Regions from separate parts of the Mus musculus genome. Here all the other regions are linked to region 2. The links are chromatin contacts, called in public ChIA-PET, Hi-C and HiChIP or PLAC-seq maps. All regions are on one chromosome and are shown on one strand. Each heading gives the region's core, a stretch centred on a gene start, on an enhancer-like site or on the middle of the called end of the contact. The rest is flanking DNA. Distances are from core to core; before and after follow the strand shown. Region 1 holds the start of Mier3 (MIER family member 3). Region 2 holds the start of Il6st (interleukin 6 signal transducer). Region 3 holds the start of Ccno (cyclin O). Region 4 overlaps Map3k1 (mitogen-activated protein kinase kinase kinase 1).

Region 1 (3,212 bases), core at 451-2,950, 780 kb before region 2:
TTTTCAAGTTTTGCTTATATACAATACAATTCGTCAAAGCTGTCAAAATGTCAAGAGAACCTGAAGAAACCTTACTACTCTGTTCATGGAGAACTGCAAGGCCATATATTTCTCAGAATTGGCCAGGAGAATCTAAGGCCACACTTGTGAGGATGTGATAAATTTGTAGGATGAAACTTTTTTTTTTTTATGATGTAAATAAGGGGCAGGCTGTTGGCTACCTGGCTGGAGCCGAGCTGCTGAGCAGTGCTTTCTGGCTTTATCAGAGGGTGTGGGTGCGCACTGCCCCTCACTAACCCTGGTCACTCTGCTCCATTTCAAGCCACAGGGTTTTTTGTTTTGTTTTGTTTTTTAACTTTTACAACTTTGAACGCCTCGTTGAAGATGGTAGGGACAACATGTGCCAAGCCTGTTTTTGAGTTATTTGATTGGACAAAAGTTTGTGATATCATTCACAGTAGGGGAAGTGTAATTTTCCATGTCTTTTGGATGTTTTGAAGTTGAGTGACTTTTTTCTTCTGTAAAATTTCCACGAATAAATAACTTTTACCCGTGTTTTTAGGTTGATTTTTTTTTTTTTTTTGCCTTGGTAATCCTCTTTAAAAGTAACCGTTGCTTCTTCCCATAACCCATCTCCATCCTCATCCAGTGAGGGAATTGGAGACCCTAGGCTCAAACCTGAACAGTGTAATTAAGGTTTAAAGTTATGAAAAGTTTTAGCATCTTAAAAATGCTTAAATTTATGAAGCTACAGTGCAAACCTCATTTTGCCATTAATATTTATTACAAGCTCCTGGCAGGCATCTGGGAGGAGAGCTCTGGTCTTCACGGACACTCTAAGCCCCTGTAAGGTCTTAGCACACCTTCCTGTTTGTATATTATCTTCTCATGGATCTGTTTTCATACACAGGATTATTTCTTGAAGCCTATGCAGAAACAGATACATCTGCTAAGTCTCTCTCTCTCTTCCATGTATCCACTTATCCAGGAGACCACATTTATTGTATGTATAATCTCAAACAATGTTGTTTTTATTTACCCCCGAGGTAGGTGTGAGAGGCAGTTTTTGCAATTTGGTTCAGGGTCTTTGACACTCTGCTTTTTAAAAGGTTTATCAAGTGTATATCTTCGGGTCATCTTCTAGACTATTTGTGATTAATAACTCCTAGAACTGGTCTTTAAAAAAAAAAAAGTGTACAGGCTATGAATGTCGCGCAAGCACGCTCATCATGTCTGGCTCCGTCTGTCAGTCTTTCTGCCTTCTGAATTGCCATCATCTTCCAGAGCCTGTCTGGCAAATGTCTACTTCCACAGTTCACTCCAAGCCACTGAACGCCGATGCGCATTCCATTCCTGCAGGTGCCTAGCCGTCCTGCTTCCTGTCCGGGTCTCTCTCCTCTTTTGCCCATCAGCGGCTCGCTCACTTGCCATCGCGTACTCTTCTCACTTCGGGAAAGTCCGTCGAGTCCTCCTCCGAGTCTCCCGCCACCCTCCTTCCTCCCCCGCCCCGGGCTCGCCCTCCCTCCCTCCCTCCCTCCCTCCGGCCCCCCCACCGCACCCACCGGCCGGTCCCCGCGCTCGCCCGCAGTTCAGCTGGAACTTTACTCCAGCCGGGGCAGAGCGCCGTGGGCGCGCGGGGCGGGCGCGTGCAGGAGCGGCGGCCGCGGGAGCGCCGGACGGCGTGGGTGTGCGAGCGGGCCGGGGGCGTCGCGGGCCGGCCTGCCCTATAAGGGGCCGAGCCGCCTCTGCCTCCGGGCGGGTGCCTGGCGGGCCGCGGCGGCGGCAGCGGCGGCGGCGGCTGCGATTGGCTCAGGCGCCCCATCCGGGGACTGGGCTCGGCGCTGCTCGTTCGCCCTAAAGGTACCAATATGGCGGAGGTGAGCGGAGAAACCGGGCAGCGGCGGCCGTGCTGGAGCGGGAGCCGGGCGGCCCTCCGAAGCCCCGCAGCCGGCCCGAGAGCCACGGCTCCTCCCGCGGGTCCTCGGAAGGCGGCGCGGCGGCGACGGGGGATGGGGGGCGCGGGGCGGCGGCGAGGCGCGGCGAGGCTGCCGGAGGGGCGGGAGCGGGCGCGGGAGCGGTCTCCCTTCGGGACTAGGCCGCGGCGGCTCCGACCCCGGCCGGGCCGGGCGGCGGGGCCGGGCGGCGGAGGGCGGCGGCGGCGAGCCTCGGGCCGGGGTAGCCTCCGGGCCGTGGCCGGGGCGGCTGACGCGGGCCGCCGTTCGCTCGGCGCCTCCTCCCGGGATCGGGGTGGGTGGAGAGCGGCCGATCCTCGGTCGGCGGCTGGAATGCAGCGCGGAGAGCGGGCTGCGCCACTGCCCCGCCGGAGTGAGCCGACCCGGCCCTCGGCAATCCGGCCGCCCGCCGCCTCTCCTGACCGGGGGCTCCGAGGCCAGCGGGAGCGGAGCGGGACTCTCTACCCCGAAGCCTGCGAGGTGCGGCGTCCCCGGGCGCAGAGACCGACCCACACCTCGACGCCCTCGCCCGCCGAGCGGCCCGAGAGTCTCTTTACCCCGGGCCGGACTTGGGGGGGGGGGCACCGGGCGACCCGGGCTGCCGGGCACCGGGCTCCCCTGGGACGGGCAAGCTGGGGGAGGGGGCGGCGTGATGGGAGCACCGGGGCTGGGCAGGAGCGAGCTGTGTGTGCTAGGGCCGAGCTGGCGGGCCGGGGACCGACCGCTCCCCCGGGGGAGGACCCGGCTGGTCCCAGACTCAGTGGTCGCGGCTCCTCCGACCTCAGCGGCTGGTGGGTGGGGGTGGGGAGGTGGGGGCGGGAGGGTGCTCCCGCGTTGGGTTGGGGACCAGTGTCAGGGTCGAGCTGGCCTACGCTTGGGGCAGTCGACAAACCCTGGAGTTGGGGCGCCCGCGCACTCCAAGGGCAGGCTGTGTGTGTGTGTCTCAGAGGGTGAGACCCTCCTAGGGGACGGGGTTGCGTTTCGAGGAGTTGCTCTAGGGCCAGCGGAGAGCTGGGTGAGCTGCTGTAGTCGGGGGACTCGTGAGATGCCCGGGATGAAGGATTGATGCTGCGAGCCGGGTAAGCTCTGGCTTCGGCTTCCCGGCTTTGTAACTTGCCGAGCTCTAAACGGTGTCTCGGAGTTGCCCGTTTCAACTCCAGCCCTCGTCCGGAGTCTGCGAGTTTGTACACTGGGGACTTGGGGAGGAAGGCGAGGCAGCCAAGAGGGGGCCCGAAAGGGGCCGGGAGCGATTGGAGCGAA
Region 2 (3,003 bases), core at 143-2,642:
GAGCAAGAGACAAACACATCTTTAGCTTCAGCACATCAACCACTAGTGTGTTTGAGACTCTTTTAGCCAGGCCCTTGGCAGTGTTTTTTCAAACTAGCTGACCAACAGCTAAGGGGTCATAATTCAGAGCTGGGGGTATAGAGATGCAACAGAGGCAAGAAAAGGGGGAGGGAGGGGCAGAGAGCAAGACTGCAGTTTGATCCATTTGATCTCATCTGAATTGTCAATATAACAAAGAACTTTACAATGACTAATTAATGGGTATTTGTTTGCTCTGCAAATCATTATGTTAGCCTTTCTTCCAAAAGTCTCTAGCCTTCTCTCTTTTTTTTTTTTTTTGAGTCATTTCTTCACTTTTAAAAGTTTTTTATTGGGAATTGTATACAGTATATTTTTACCAGATTTTTTTTTTTTTTTTGCTGTTCCCTCAACTTCTCCCACACACCCCTCCATCCGTCCAGCTTCCTGTCATTTGTCTCCTTTAGAGCAAAACAAAAGGTAGATGTTGGGAATGAGAAAATCAATTTCCATCAGTGGAGTTACACTGATTATATATTATATCAATTGCACTCCAAGGGCGGGCTCCGTGCTCAGTAAAAGATAACCAATGCAAATTGGAGTGTTTCTTTACAGTTACACATCCCTTATCTTTTAAGTTTCTCAACTTGCTTGTATACACACTACACACATACACACATCACACACGTGCACTCACGCACATTGCAGCCTTAAGGTCGTTTTCCAATCAAGGGAAGGGTGGTGGATTACAATGAAATAGGTTTTTCCTTGGTATTTCTAATCACACATCAGGCGACTCAAACCGCAAAAAGATAACAGTTTCTTGGCAGGTCACCAGTTCACGGATCAATCAATGACACCCAAACTCATTTACTAACAACAACAAAAATTGCACAGTAGCAAGGTTCGTTTACTTAAGCCTGGGTCCGAAGCGGTCACTATGGGCGAGTACAGTCAGGGCCACTAAGTCCTGCCCTGTCCCCAGGGAGTTCCCTTGCCTCCAGAGTCCCAAGGGCCTCCTAGCAGTCGCCGGAGGCTCGCAGGCCCTCTGGGGAAGACAGCCCAGGGAGACAGCCGAGGTCCGGGGAGAGGGGTCGCGGGAGGCACCTGGGTTGCTGTCCGCGACCCATTACCCTAGAGAAAATGGAACTTTCCGTTCCGGCCACCCACCCAAGTGCGGCGGGGAAGCCTTCGATCTAGTCTAGGAAAGGCGACCAGGCTCAGCCTCCGGAATCCCGGACGCCGGGAGCCGCGTTACGGGAATCGCAGAGGCCTGCAGTCCCGCCCCTTCGTCTCCGGCGACCCGGAGCCAATGGCCGCGCGCTCCGAGACTGACCAGAGCCAATGAGCTCGCGGTCTCTGGCTCCGGGGGGCGGGGCCGTGGGGGGCGGAGCTAGGAGAGCCCGGGTCAGCGGCGGACGGAGGGTGGCGTGTGCGGTCGGGAGGCCAGAGCTTCGAGCCATCCGGGCTGCGGCTCCGCTGAGGGACCGGTGGTGTGGGCCGGGATCCGCGGGGCTGAGGGACGCTCAGGAGCGGCGAGGCTCGCGTCCGGAAGGTGAGAAGAACAGGGCCCCGGCGCGGGAGGGTGCGGGTTGCCTGGAGCGGCCGCCACCTGGCACCCGAGGCCCAGCGGGGCCGGGCTGGACCGGCGCCGAGCGCACGCCCGGAGCTGGTCGGGCTGGCCTGGGAATCCCCGCATTCCTTCCCTCCCCGCTCCGGGCTCCGACTTCCCTGATGTTGTCACCCGCCTTCTCCAGCCGCGTTCCTGACGCACAGTTCCGAAGCCCCCGCCCCAAAGTCCTCTCGGGATCGCGCGTCCTGGGTGACCGCGTCCTGCGTTCTTCCAGTTCCCGTGCCGTGCTCCCTGATCCTACTCTGGACATGGCCCTAGAAAGTGTGGTCTTCTGTGTCCCGTGAAATGCTACCGTTCCCTGCTCTTGATGTTTCTTAATCCAGAGCGAACTTTTCACCCAGACATCTTAACATTTAGGCGTTAATGAAAGTCCAGTGTTTATAAATATTAACTTTCCCTTCGGTCCGTACCCTTCCTAATAAATCCCGCGTGCCTTTACATCCCGAGAGCAAGCCCATCATCGGTCTTTAGATTTTCACCTCCTCCCCTAAGCGTAAACGTGTCCCCTTCTCCAGCTGGCAGGGGGCTCTCTTTTGGATGAACAACCAAAATTCAGAAACTCAAAGCAAACATAATATAAAGGGCTTGGTCCACTTCTGTTCTTGTCATTTTTCCATTAAGAAGAAACTCGTTTTGGCTTAATTTGTATAGTTATTGGACATTACAGCAGCTGTACTGCTTAAAAGTAGTCAGTGAGTGCTGGAATGTCAGCGCGAATCTTCTGAAAAATCTTTGGTCTGGTCAGTGTTGTAAACAAACTCTTTTAGACCGTGTGTGACTGACTGACTGCCAGCTTCCAGTTGGAACGACTCTTAATTTGAAATTACTGACACATTATCAGGGGATGATCGTCATCGTCTTAATTTTCCAAGTTTGTGTTTATATTTATCATTGGGAATTATTTTTGAGCTCTGATCTGGAATGCTACATTTGTAGGACTAATCTGCTAGTCGGTTAAATTCTGTTTTCCACAGGTTTCTGGGGGTGGGGTGTGTGTGTGTTCATTTGCTTCTACTCACAAGAGAAAGAGAGAGAAAAAATTACAGTGGGGGAAAGGTCAGCTAAGGATAAACTTTATAGTAGAAATTTGTATTGTTGGCATTAGTGATTTAGAATATTACAAATACTGTTACCCGCTCATTTAAAGCAACATTCTTATGTAACTGGGCATTTTGTTCTGTTTTATTTATGACTTTGTGTTTTCATTTTGAAATAGTTTTTCCTAAGAGAATGTGGCATTTCAGTTCAGTGCTAGAATGAATACTGATTATTATATACCTATGAAGTGGGTGTTACAATATCTACCTTCTAGAAAAGGGAACAGGCTCAAAAAACATGGCTCCAAAGCCTGT
Region 3 (2,779 bases), core at 175-2,674, 520 kb after region 2:
ACAAGATCATTAAATAGGTACACTCTGGATCCTACTGATGAGGTGCTTTGTGCTCTTTCCCGCTGGACCAAGAGGCAGAATCAGAGAGTTCCTAGATCCTTCCTCCTCACCCAGAAAACTCTTCTAGGAAGAGGTCTGCTATGTGGCCCCCTTGCTGTGGATTCGGTTGATCTCCCCGTAATGTTACCCATCAACAGCCTGAGAGGAGACAGAAAGCCAGGCACTTGCATGTAGAAAACTCCTCTCAGGTGATTCTCAGCAACCCCGCGTCACACAAGTGCTGCAATTTAAAGCGCCTTCAGAATCACAGAGAATAGAAACGGAGGCGAGAAGCTGAAATCCAGCCCTTTCCCCTCACCTGCTTCTCTGGCAAGTTTCTAGGGGGAGGATTTGCACGTGGACTCCAACAATTTCCAGCTGTCTTTGGAATCAGTGAGGACGGCCGCGTGTGCAGAACTCACAGCGCCTTAACGTCTCTTTTAGATCAGGACCGGAGTTTGGAGTACACGGGTTGAGAATGGAGAAGGTGTCACATTCTACCTTTCTCTCTTGTCCCCGCGCCTCCCCCTCCCCCAACTCTGCATTCCTTTGATTTCCCTCCATCCTACCCTGGGCACAAAGAATAACCTAGAAAGGTAGAGGGTTAAAAGCTAATGACCCAAAGCAGAACACACTGTGAGCAATTCCACAGAAATGCCACCTGTGACATTAAGGCCCTAAACGGCTGCAGCCTTGGCGTGTTTGGCTCGGGATGAAAAGTGCGGGGCAAAGTATCCAGAGGGCAGCGGGCTTGTGCGACGGTCATTTGAAGTAACTTCCTACGTTTTTGGATCACAAATACCTGTCTGACAGGACGGGCTCCCACATACTTAACAGACGTTAGCGACGCGCCAAAGTTCTCCTTCCCTGGGCCAGCGGAATGAAATAAAATAGTCGCAAATCAAGTCCTTTTATGGGTCACTGAAGAAAACCTAGCCTGATCTTGGTCCGGAGCTCAGAGGCGGACCCACCTGGATGAGGGTTGGCATAAAAGATGATCACACCAGGCCAGACAATCTAACCAAGGACCAGGTTCCCCGGAGCAGCCTTTCCCTTTTTCCGGGGGCGGCTGAACCGCTCAGACGGCCCATGGCTCCCCTAGGTGGCCAGTGATCTTTACGCTCTTCCACCGAGCTCAAGCAGCTGGCGCCAGGACCCGGGCTGCGGTTGCCACGGTGACGACAGACGCGCGGAGCCTGCAGCTGAAGGCGGGTGAGAGGCGGGAGTTGCAACGCCTCCTCCCCCTGCAACCAGCGCGGGGGCCACGCGTTGCTCGCACGCGAGGGGTGTGGCTCTGCCTCCGGGAAAGCGCGGCCCGTGGGCGGCTCGGGGCTCAGCCAGTGAGAGGCCGGGGGAGTGGTGGAGGGAAGGCACAGTCCGGGTACTTAGAGCTGCGCCGCCAGCGGGACCGGATCTTCCTCGCAGCTCTCGCGCCGACGCTCCGGGCGTCGTAGACGCTAGGAGCGCTACCCGATTGTAACATGGTTACCCCTTGCCCTGCCAGCCCGGGCAGCCCCGCCGCGGGAGCCGGGAGGCGAGACAGCCACCAGAACCTCCGCGCCCCAGTGAAGAAGAGCAGACGCCCGTGCCTCCGGAGAAAGAAGCCGCTGCGGCCGCTGAACGCGTGTTCGCTCCCGGGAGACTCGGGCGTCTGTGACCTTTTCGAGTCCCCCAGCTCCAGCTCGGACGGCGCCGACAGCCCCGCAGTGTCTGCGGCGCGGGACTGCAGCTCCCTACTCAACCCTGCCCAGCCCTTGACAGCGCTGGATCTCCAGACCTTCCGAGAATACGGCCAGAGCTGCTACGACTTCCGAAAGGCGCAGGAGAATCTTTTCCACCCGCGGGAGTCGCTGGCGCGCCAGCCACAAGTGAGGCGCTGGCAAGAGCCAGACCCGGGGCCGTCGCGCTTCTGTCTCTCCCAGGCTAGCTCGCTCTCTCCATGGCTGCTGGCTGCCCTTCGCACAGCCCTAGTCATTGCAGCCCATTATCTGCCATCAGTAGGAGCAATTGGGACCTTCAAGGATTGGCCCACTGACCTATTTAGATGGAGAAAGGTTGTGGGTGGAGAGGTGGATATCGGAAGTTATAGGGGGTGGGTAGAGGAGTTTTATTATAACGCAGTTCGACAGCTTCTACGTCAGATCCAGAACTCCTAAATTTGCTTGCACTTCTGTTTAAAAAAAAAACAAAAACTTTACCCCCCACCCCCCACCCCTTATAGTCCCTTTGACTTGCTGAGAGGGTTAGACTGGGTAGTGTGCCCTAATGCACTGTGCACAATACCAGGCGCGAGCCCAAACGTTCCCAGGCGTTCCGGAACGCCTGGTTTAAGGCAGGCCCGTACCTCCCCCCCTCCCCCCCACGTGCCTCCTATTTTTCAGTCATTTAGCGTTTTCCCCTTTGCCTCTCTGCCTCTCTGGATTGTTTTGTTCGGGCGCGCGCTTCAGCACACTCCCCCTCTCGCTCCCGGCCAGGTGACTGCCGAATCGCGCTGTAAACTGCTCAGCTGGCTCCTGCAAGTCCACCGCCAGTTCGGCCTCTCTTTCGAGTCGCTGTGTCTGACCGTGAATACTCTGGACCGTTTTCTCCTCACGACCCCTGTTGCTGCAGACTGCTTCCAGCTGCTCGGGGTCACCTGTCTGCTCATCGCTTGCAAGCAGGTACCACCAGGCGAAAGAGTGCGATGTGTTTGCAGCCAGCGCCCCCCTTCCCCAACTCGTGCATGGCTTAGGGCTGGGTT
Region 4 (3,172 bases), core at 25-2,524, 680 kb before region 2:
GGGCTAATCTGAAAGTATAACTTTTGCCATAACCGAGTATTTTATAATTTTAAAACCATCTTCTCATGACTATTAGCTATTCGGTCAGTTAATATTCATTATTTAGGCATCTGTCATTTCAAGATATATCTTAAGCTCAAACAACAACAAAACAAATGACTGGACTCCTGTGAATTACACTTGGTGCTTCTGACTTCACACACACACAACACACACACACACACACACACACACACATTCTATACCACGTTCTAACTCCTTAAAGTTGTGGGTTTAAAAGATTTATTTGTGTGTGTGTATGTGCGTGCGTGTGTGTGTGTGTGTGTGTGTGTGTCTGCATGTGTCTGAGTACTGCCCATGGAGGCCAGAAGAGAGTGTCAGATCTCTCAGAACCCAAGTTACAGATGGCTGTGAGCTGCCATCTTGGTGTTGGGACCCAAACCCAGGTCCTCTGCAAGAGCAAAAATGCTTGTCACAGCTGAGCCATCTCGCCAGCCCCTGTAGTTGTATTAATTAGTTCATGATCTTGATATAAATCCTTTTACAGGCTGTATAATACAGAGGAACATGTCGCAAGTACGGATCAATTCAGCCCGTAGGTTACATATCCCTTAAAAATTACCAGATGCTTGTATAGTTCAGCAAAGTGGAAAATCTAAGATACATGCCAAGTAATTAATTAAGCCATGTTACCAAAAGTGTATCAACCCTCTAAAAATCATGACTACAAAATTATGAAATAGCATTCCTTAGCTAAGACGCTGGCATGTTTGCTAAGCGTCCATGTCTCAGCTTCTCAGCAGAGAGCACACTATTTATTATTAAAACCCTGAGACTGAAAAGGCCCAGGTGGATCGCACTCCTCCGTAGGTCTGGATTTGCAGGTGGATCCCAGGAATCCCTGCAGTGACAGGATCATCTCAGTAACAGGATCATCTCAGTAGCAGCCCCACCCCTGAGAGTGCAGCTCCCAGTAGATCATGGCCCCAGCCACATGCCATATGTCACTCTCCCTAGTCACTCTTTAGAATAGTTCTCTTCTTCTCTGCCAATGTGTCCATCATGAGACGAGCCAGTTGGTTGGGACACTGAAACGTGCAAAGTGCTGTTTAGATGGTGTTAGGAGCATCCTGGCTGCCGGCTGCCCCTTTACTGCAAGATGAACCAACTAGAGCTGACTGCCTTGTCTGGAAAACCCGAAGGTCACAGGAAGGGAAGGGGATCAGGAAAAACGACGCTTTGCTCGGTAGGGGGCGCTCTTTCCTTAAAAATGTAATTTAGACGATTATTAATAGCAAAGGTAGCCTGCCCACAAATCACTTCGAACAGAAGCAGCACTCACTCTGACATCCTGCCCCAAATATAGCTGGAGTCAAGGTCTTCCTAAGTATGCCTTCCTCACCTCAGGGGCACCCTGAAGCCGTCCTAAGTGCCAGTGTCTTTTCACTTTTGATGACTCAGCAGGATCACACTTCTATGGCTTTACGCTGGCAGGGCTTGACTCATGACTGTCGGGTGCGTGCTTCTAAACCTCCCGTCGGAACCACTTTCCAGTTTTAACAACAACCGTGTACTGGGCGAGAGTGTGACAGAAACTATTATTCCCACTAAACCAACAGCGACTCCTTCGTGAGCACGCGGGTCAGCCAATGCTCTCTGTCAGGAACAGCAATCTCACTTAACTCTCAGTCAGGCTGATAACGGACGACACAGTTCTAAGCCTCAAGACTTTCAAACTGAAACATGAAAACCACTTGGCAGTGTTCTGATAGAACCTGAGTTTTCCTAGCACGAGGGAAGGGAGAACAAAAGCTAACCCTACCATGCTCTCCCGAGGTGTGTCCCCCCAGGACTGGTGCCCGTGCTCCCTTCATGCAGTGCTCCCTGGGGCACGGCGGACTTTTTTTTTTAATTGGAATTATTCCTTTGAAGGGAGAGTGTTTTGCCTGCATGTCCATAGGCGCATCCGGAGTGTGCTTAAGTACCGGAGGAGGTCAGAAGAGGGTACTGGAGTTACAGTTAACTGGGACCGGAGTGAATCAACAGTGCTCTTAACTGATGAGCGGCCCATCTAGACCCCCTCAGCCCCACCCCTTTTATCAGCCTATGGGCTCACATTTCCAAGGCCCTATGGTCAGTCACCCCATACTGCCCTAGACACTAACTGAGCTCCCCTCAGGCTACAGCCCCTGTAACAGTGCAGAGAACCTTCCTCCAGCCTCCTCAGCACACAGCTCCTCACTCGTCTGTCTGTCCCTACCACCAGACTGGGAATGAAGACAGAAGTGGGTTTCAAGTCTACTATCACTGTCTTACTAGAAAGGTTGGCACAAGGGATGGACTAGGCAAGTACATGCTGAGTAGGGTGGACTGTCCTCCTCGGACTGGGTCTACCTGAGGGCAAGATTTGTCTTACTCAGCTTTCAGTTTACAAGCAGTGCTAACGGATGCCCCTGGTATTTGCAGATGCTTGTGAAGGAAAAAAAAATGCCCTTCCTTCCTGTAGGAGCCTCCGAACCAAAAAGATCCTTCTCTGGTAGAAACATCTGCTGTGCCCTGAGGGGCGCTGCATGGAGAAGGGAGGTCAGATGCTAGGCAAGAGGTTTAAAGAGACAGAATTTGGCCCCAGGAAAACACCAAGGCAGGATTAGCAAGAAACCACCCTGAGTCCAGATCATTTGTCCTTAGTCAGGGGGCTTTCCCATTGCTTGAAACTTGCCCATGTGATCTAGTTAATTTGATTTTCCTGAAGTTAGTGACAAAACACAGCCCCGAGGAAGATCCAAGAGTCTGTGTCGGGGAGGCGGACAGCTGTGCCGTCTCAGCCAAGCAACCTGGGAGGCAGTGGAGAACTAAGGCAGTCAGGGGGGTGGTGTCCAGGGATGGCAAGTGCAGGAACTGCGAACCCAGACACAGGGTAAGATAGAGCTGGCAGGAAGCAAGCAATGCTGTCTGCACATAGTAACTGTATGGGTGGTGGGCTTTCTTATGACATTTCATACATGTGTGTAATATACTCTGATGTCCACCACTACCCTCCCGATACCTCATCCCACTGGCCCCCTTCCTATCAAATAGTCCTCTTTCTACTTTGGGGCCCGTGTGTGTATGTCACTCACACACACACACACACACACACACACACACACACACACACAATTCCACAGAAGAG

Evidence for each region. Hi-C and Micro-C count contacts between places; a contact is called where the count stands out from the background. ChIA-PET counts read pairs in DNA pulled down with a chosen protein or histone mark. HiChIP or PLAC-seq counts read pairs in DNA pulled down with a chosen protein or histone mark.
Region 1: a contact with region 2 is called in a Hi-C map of muscle stem cells, with 4 times the contacts expected there. The contact joins the promoter of Mier3 here to the promoter of Il6st in region 2. A contact is called at or near these places in 4 of 39 promoter capture datasets (cranial neural crest, hippocampal neurons, liver and 1 more), 4 of 484 Hi-C or Micro-C datasets (embryonic stem cells, muscle stem cells and myocytes), 5 of 115 datasets of contacts at active chromatin or transcription factors (astrocytes, cardiomyocytes, embryonic stem cells and 2 more) and 1 of 9 other capture datasets (adipose tissue).
Region 3: a contact with region 2 is called in an RNA polymerase II ChIA-PET map of memory CD8 T cells, with 52 read pairs. The contact joins the promoter of Ccno here to the promoter of Il6st in region 2. A contact is called at or near these places in 6 of 39 promoter capture datasets (embryonic stem cells, hematopoietic stem and progenitor cells, hippocampal neurons and 3 more), 3 of 484 Hi-C or Micro-C datasets (all in embryonic stem cells) and 4 of 115 datasets of contacts at active chromatin or transcription factors (bone marrow-derived macrophages, embryonic stem cells, memory CD8 T cells and 1 more).
Region 4: an H3K4me3 HiChIP or PLAC-seq map of bone marrow-derived macrophages shows a contact between it and region 2, with 5 times the contacts expected there. The contact joins the enhancer-like site here to the promoter of Il6st in region 2. A contact is called at or near these places in 14 of 39 promoter capture datasets (the 3T3-L1 cell line, 3T3-L1-derived adipocytes, the C10 cell line and 10 more), 1 of 15 datasets of contacts at CTCF or cohesin (the NIH/3T3 cell line), 6 of 484 Hi-C or Micro-C datasets (CD4 T cells, Sertoli cells, bone marrow-derived macrophages and 3 more), 20 of 115 datasets of contacts at active chromatin or transcription factors (bone marrow-derived macrophages, craniofacial prominence, double positive thymocytes and 13 more) and 3 of 9 other capture datasets (adipose tissue, embryonic stem cells and liver).

Annotation. Positions count from the first base shown.
Region 1 is chr13:111,684,478-111,687,689 of GRCm38.p6, forward strand. It overlaps Mier3 (MIER family member 3), which reads left to right and starts at 1,701. Exons shown (of 13, transcript NM_172593.3): 1 at 1,701-1,877. The coding sequence starts at 1,869.
Region 2 is chr13:112,462,678-112,465,680 of GRCm38.p6, forward strand. It overlaps Il6st (interleukin 6 signal transducer), which reads left to right and starts at 1,393. Exons shown (of 17, transcript NM_010560.3): 1 at 1,393-1,573.
Region 3 is chr13:112,986,378-112,989,156 of GRCm38.p6, forward strand. It overlaps Ccno (cyclin O), which reads left to right and starts at 1,425. Exons shown (of 3, transcript NM_001081062.1): 1 at 1,425-1,907; 2 at 2,514-2,699. The coding sequence starts at 1,521.
Region 4 is chr13:111,787,082-111,790,253 of GRCm38.p6, forward strand. All of the region lies in intron 1 of Map3k1 (mitogen-activated protein kinase kinase kinase 1), which reads right to left. Among named protein-coding and RNA genes, the nearest start is that of Map3k1, 20 kb to the right of the region's middle. Within about 2 kb of position 1,275, at least 113 of the 459 cell types and tissues checked have an H3K27ac peak or open chromatin away from gene starts, as enhancers often do. A contact at or near this core is called in Sertoli cells, adipose tissue, bone marrow-derived macrophages and 6 more, where this site is marked.